Regions from separate parts of the Gossypium arboreum genome. Here region 2 is linked to region 1. The links are chromatin contacts, called in public Hi-C maps. All regions are on one chromosome and are shown on one strand. Each heading gives the region's core, a stretch centred on a gene start, on an enhancer-like site or on the middle of the called end of the contact. The rest is flanking DNA. Distances are from core to core; before and after follow the strand shown. Region 1 holds the start of LOC108487008 (protein high chlorophyll fluorescent 107). Region 2 holds the start of LOC108489332 (ATP-citrate synthase beta chain protein 2).

Evidence for each region. Hi-C and Micro-C count contacts between places; a contact is called where the count stands out from the background.
Region 2: a Hi-C map of leaf shows a contact between it and region 1, with 2.0 times the contacts expected there. The contact joins the promoter of LOC108489332 here to the promoter of LOC108487008 in region 1. A contact is called at or near these places in 2 of 5 Hi-C or Micro-C datasets (both in leaf).

The regions. Positions count from the first base shown.
Region 1 is chr10:110,505,398-110,508,185 of ASM2569848v2, reverse strand. It overlaps LOC108487008 (protein high chlorophyll fluorescent 107), which reads left to right and starts at 1,259. Exons shown (of 8, transcript XM_017791201.2): 1 at 1,259-1,905; 2 at 2,006-2,149. The coding sequence starts at 1,384.
Region 2 is chr10:110,711,996-110,715,107 of ASM2569848v2, reverse strand. It overlaps LOC108489332 (ATP-citrate synthase beta chain protein 2), which reads right to left and starts at 1,298. Exons shown (of 16, transcript XM_053019988.1): 1 at 998-1,298; 2 at 520-744; 3 at 263-365. The coding sequence starts at 619.

The DNA of each region.
Region 1 (2,788 bases), core at 10-2,509:
TTATCTTGTGTACTTTCTTCATTTCCCTCCTTAATAGTCTCACCAAGACCCTTTGCATCTAAGTGAATTTCAGCATCTAGTACCCATGATAAATAGTTATTTCGGTGATGTCCGAGCCACAAATTCAAGTTTTGTAAGATTTGACATTATAAAACTATAAGACAAAATATACAAGTCAATAATGTAAAATAAAGCATGTTAATATGCAAATGAAATAACACATATGCAAATGAAATAGATCAACTTGTTACCCTTACTTCACCTAAGCGTCCTTCGGCAATCTTTAAGGAAAAATTTGTTGGCCTTGATTTCTTGTATTAGAGACTCGTGCTGATAACGTGTTGTGAAATAATAATGAAAGAATAAACTAAAATGTGATAGAAGAAAGAGTGTAGAGAGAATGTAGAAGAGAGAGTGTATCTTCTTTTTTATATATTTTTTATGAGTACATGAGCCCCATATATATAGGGGTTAAAATAACTCTCTAATTATTATAGGGCATGTAAAAGGTCATGACTTATGGGGTATAGGAAGAGTTTTATAACTTATGGGGTTGATAATGACATCCACATAAATATTTCATAACATATGGTATATTATTCTAAAAAAATATGAAATTTTTTAATTCAATGGGATGAAAAAGTAGTCATTTCTACTTAATTAACATTTAAAAATAAAAATTAAATAAATAATATCCATGTCTGGTATTTCATTAGGAAGGTTAAAAACTTTCCCATCAATGCACCAAAGTTTAAATACCAAAATAATTTTACTTGCATAAATTTAGTTTGGACTAAAAAAAATGATATATATATATATATATATATTAAAAAACAATATTTTTCATAGATAATTTGAGGTAAGAAGGATATATTATATTTCTGCTGGTGAAGATATTGACGTTATTGTTAAGCCAATGGTAGGCCTCCATCTAAGATCTGTAATAGAAGAGGGTGAGATGAGCATCTGAAAAAGAGCGAGCTACGTGGCTTTTCTCAGACCAGCCATGTTGAAACCTGAAATTACGTAAACACCTTACATCTCAGCAAATTTCAGAATTGATTTTTAGTGTTCTCTATGATAAATTTTCAAACGCATAAACTTAAAATTTAGAATAAATTTCCAAAAGGAAATGTTTTTCTGATTCTTTTTTATTTTTTTTATTCTGAAATAAAAATAATAAATATTTAAAACATATCAAATACAAATAAAATTAACTTGAATAGCTGCTAAGATGCAGAAGGGCATATTGGTAATTAGAGGTAGTCTCTTCTTCTCCAGTGCGCGCCTAGCAAATCTCCTTCACGAAAATTAGACAGTTTTATCAATTAAAACCAAAAGAAAAGTAAAAAACTTCAAAAATAAAAAAGAAAGAACAAAAGCATGCGTCTCTTCTCTACATCTTCTTCACCAAAACCGAACTTTCCTCTCTTTTCGCCTTCTCAAAACCCCAAAAGATCCACCTCCAAAACAATCCCTCCCTTCAAAACTCGCCTTCCCTCTCCTTCATTCCTCTCCCTCCCTCCATGCACTGCCAACAACTCCCCCCCTTTCCCCGTCCTCGACCAAGAAGCCGACCGGGAAGACTCTTTAGAACCCAAGCAAGACACTTTCAAGAAGGTCCTTGTTGTTCGACGCCCAGTCATGGATGTTTCCGGTGAAGAAAATGATGATGGGAGTGAAGATGGTGAAGCCGAAGGAGATGACGTCATTTCGAAGCCGTCGGGTATAGATGCTGGCCTCGAAGAGTTTGCCAAGAAGATGCCTCTATTCGAACCCGAAAGAGGCGAGTCCGGTGGCACACTAGAGAAGCCACTTGCGGTGAACTTGGACTTGTCATTGTATAAAGCCAGGGTTTTGGCGAGGAAGTATCGATATGAAGAAGCTGAAAAGATACTGGAGAAGGTAAAAGGGTATACTTGGTTCTAGTGAATTTCATAGTGTTACATTGTTCATTGAGTTTGCTTATTTAATGGATTTTTTCTTCTTGTATTTTTGCTTGTAGTGTATATACTATTGGCCTGAAGATGGGAGATCATATGTAACATTGGGGAAGATATTGAGCAAGCAAGCAAAAAGGACAGAAGCGAGGGCCGTATATGAGAGAGGTTGCCAAGCTACCCAAGGAGAAAATCCCTACATTTGGCAGGTTTTGCATTTTCTTTTCCCTTTTTGTTTGATAATGTCATTGTTTCGAACCCTGATGAACTCACTTCTGTCACTGAGCCTATTGCTCGAGTTCAATTCTTTGATGTTTATGCTTTTCAAGTTCAATTCATGCTACCGGTTCTGAAATGGAAACCTTTAACACCGTGATGATCATTGTCATTACTGCATTATTGGACTTGCTTTTGCAAATCTGCACTTTTGTCCATTTGAGGATAGAAAGATGGTTCTTGCGGATGGGGACTTGAAATTTTGCAAATTTTACTGGTGTTTGTGCTTTTCGAATTCAAGTTCATGCTACCGATATCTGAAATGAAATCTTTGGCATTATGATGGTCATTGCCATCGATGTGTTATTCGATTTGGTTTTGGAAGTATGCTTTTTTATCCATTTGAGTACTTGGAATTTCTAATACTTCATCCTGTTGGATTCGACTAATGGAAGCATAGATGAAGCTTGTTGATGGTTACTTATTTGTATGTAACGAATCTACTATGTGGCTTCTAGCAAATGGAATGATTTTGCTAAACATAGATACAGCACTGAGCTGAGATCCTTGAACTGATATAAAGAACCACCGTTTCGTTTTCTATTATTATTCCTCGTATGTAGAATTGACAA
Region 2 (3,112 bases), core at 49-2,548, 210 kb before region 1:
ATATGCTGGTCATGTGTTCCTCTAACTAAATTATGTTAAATAAATGAATCATTGAAGGATTCCTTATTCATAATCGAATGTTACACATGGTGATCGCATAAGCCTAGTAGTAGAGATTTAAACTTTGCAGGCTGGTTTATAGGATTTTAAGGTAACATGGTAGAAAGTTCATTTACCCTATAACACTTTCAATATACGGATTAATAACTACAGGGAAAAAAAGTTTATCTAAAAATAGAAACAGGAGATAAGAGCATCTTACGTTGAATGCACTGGGATCGCTATTTCCTCTTGACCAAAGAAGAGTTTCTGAAATCCCTCGGCACCAGGATTAATGATACCAGCGACGGACGGTGTATCCCTCCCTACAAATTTTTTTTTTTTTAAAAAGAAGGGAAAATTAATAATAAAAGATAATAACGATCAAGAATTAAAGATAAAAACAACATAATTCGAACAATTCCGTAATACGAGTGCCGATCAGCTAAATATAAGATGAAATCAGCAAGGGACCCGTACCGCAAAGGAAATCGAAATCAAGCATGCGTTGAATAGGAAGTTGTTTGTAGTTATAGAATAAGGCTTGAGTTGTTCGAGAAAACAACTGTCCGGTGGCCATGGCTTCGACTCAAAGAGACCTGTTCAACAAACACGTCGCTAACTAGTTAACTGAAGCTGTTGATGAAGCAATTGAAAGAGCCGGATCCAACGCTACACCTAACTCGAACCTAAACCGAATCAGATCTCGATACAAAGAAGACGAGCAAATCAAATCACCGGAATGCAGTTAAAAAAGCAGTATGATAAAAATGAAATGCGAGATCTCTAGCTCTCGAGCTTCATATAGTTGATTCATCAGCAAAAAATTACAAATCAAAGTATCTTAAAATTTCCTCGAAAGCATCGGAAATCAAAAAGCGACAGAAATTGGAATTAAGAAAAAAGAAACAGATCTGAGAGAAAAAAAAAAGGTTTAGGGAGGAAATGGAATGTTTACCTGAAGAGAAAGTTGTAACGAAAGGAAAAGATTACAGTGGCTCGCTCGCCTTACGAAAGGAAAAGAAAAGACGAGACGAGAAATGGATAGAAAAGAAAAGCTGGAAATGAGGAATGAAAAGGGTAGGTGCGGATTTATATAGAAAGAGAGGGAAAATGGAATGGAGGGAATTGGGAGTAGCTCACCACACCGCAGGGAGTAACAGGAGAGAGATGGTCACGTGGCCTTTGGTAGTTAGCCCACTGAATAATCTTCATTTTTCTTCTTCTTCTTCTTTCTTTCTTTTTTTTTTTTTGGTTATTTCCTAAGTAATAATTTTTCTCTCTTTTTCCTTTTTGAGAAAAAAAAATATATCTAATGCTAATTTCACGTCTCTATTTTATAAAAACTGATAAATTAATCTTTCTATTTTAATTTATTAGAATTTGATATTAATACTTTACAAAAATTAAATGTTAGTTTCAAGTAATCGATTAAAGATAATGTTAATAATATTTCTTAATTTGATCAATTTTAAGTTTTCATAAAATATGATGATCAAATTTTGATAAAATTAATGTAGATTATAATTTTTAATAAAATTTGGAATTAGATAAAATTTAATTGTATCTTTAAAAGATTAAATTTGTTAAAATAATCGTTTTTTTTCCTTTGGAGTACCATTTATGAAACAAATTTGGTTCACATCTACAAGAAATGTGAGGTATGGTCGGGGTTAGGTGAAAGCCACGGTAGAGGTTGGCTTGACTTGAATATTTAGTTAAAAATACTACTGACAATAAATTTTCAAATGGAATGCGATAAATAGCCCTCCTGCTCACTTTATTTACCACCTTGCCATATATATATTTTAATTATAAATTGTAAACAATAATTAAAATTTTAGGAATTTTGGTCACTTTATTTTTTTAATTTGATTAGCCGAAAATAAAATTGTAAACTATATCGTTAAATGATAACGAAAATAAGTAAATAACAAATATATATTTTTCATTTTAAGTCCGTTGTCACCTTTAGACATAAATTCTATGTTTAACTATATAAAATTTTCATTCTATATTTATTTTATTTAAGTCTTATGGATATATTTCAATTTATCTGACAATTCATGTTTAGTATAAATACTTTAAAAATGTTTATAGTTACTTTTAAAAGTTATGAATTTATTTAACGTCGGGTCACTAATAAATTTAAAATAGTTATATTATATATTCTTGTCAGAGATTTATGCTTTTATTTTTATATATTAAAAGCAAATTTTATAGTAATATTCCATATTTTCTAATTTCATTATTCAACTTATTTAAAGTGCCATGAGTAGAATTAAAAGCTTAAAATCATTTTGATTTTGAATAGGTAAGTGCTGAATTAGAAAATTTGAAGTGAACATCGGACTAAAGCTGAATTTCATTGCAGTCAGAGGTTGACTGTATCCACATGAAACTTAGTCTAAGGCATTTGTCATTCTCTTCTTTTTATTATTATGTTATGCATGGTTATATATTATATGCCACAATTCAAAAAGGTGGCATTTAGATTCTAAATGGTCAAATAACATTTAAGAAATATTAAAAAAATTAAAAATATGTTAGTTCAATAAAAGTTTTAATAAAAATTGAAAATGTTTGTATTCAATTTTTACGACTTTAGAAAACTTTAAAATGATTAAATGTATTTTAACTTATATACATTGCATCTCACGAGATAAAAATTAGTTTAAAAATATAAAAAAAATTAAAATATGTTTCAAGTTTTTCAATTAATACTTTAAAAGTTCAATAAAAGTTTTAATAAAAAATTGTGTATTGAATTTTTAAAATTTTATTTAAAAATTATAAAATGATTAAATGCATTTTAATTTATATACATAATCAACGCATGCATCTCACGGGACAAAAACCAGTTTAAGAAATATAAAAAGTTAAAAATATGATTAAGTTTTTGTATTTTTATATATTTAAAATTTAGTCATTTTACTTTTAATTATAGGAATTTAGGCTCTTTGCAATCCGAGTTTAAAATAAAAGTCCAATCACTAACCACATTCAAATTCTTGTATTAAATTTAGGTTTATTACATTTTTTTACATAGTTATCAAGTAAGTGTCTTTTTTTT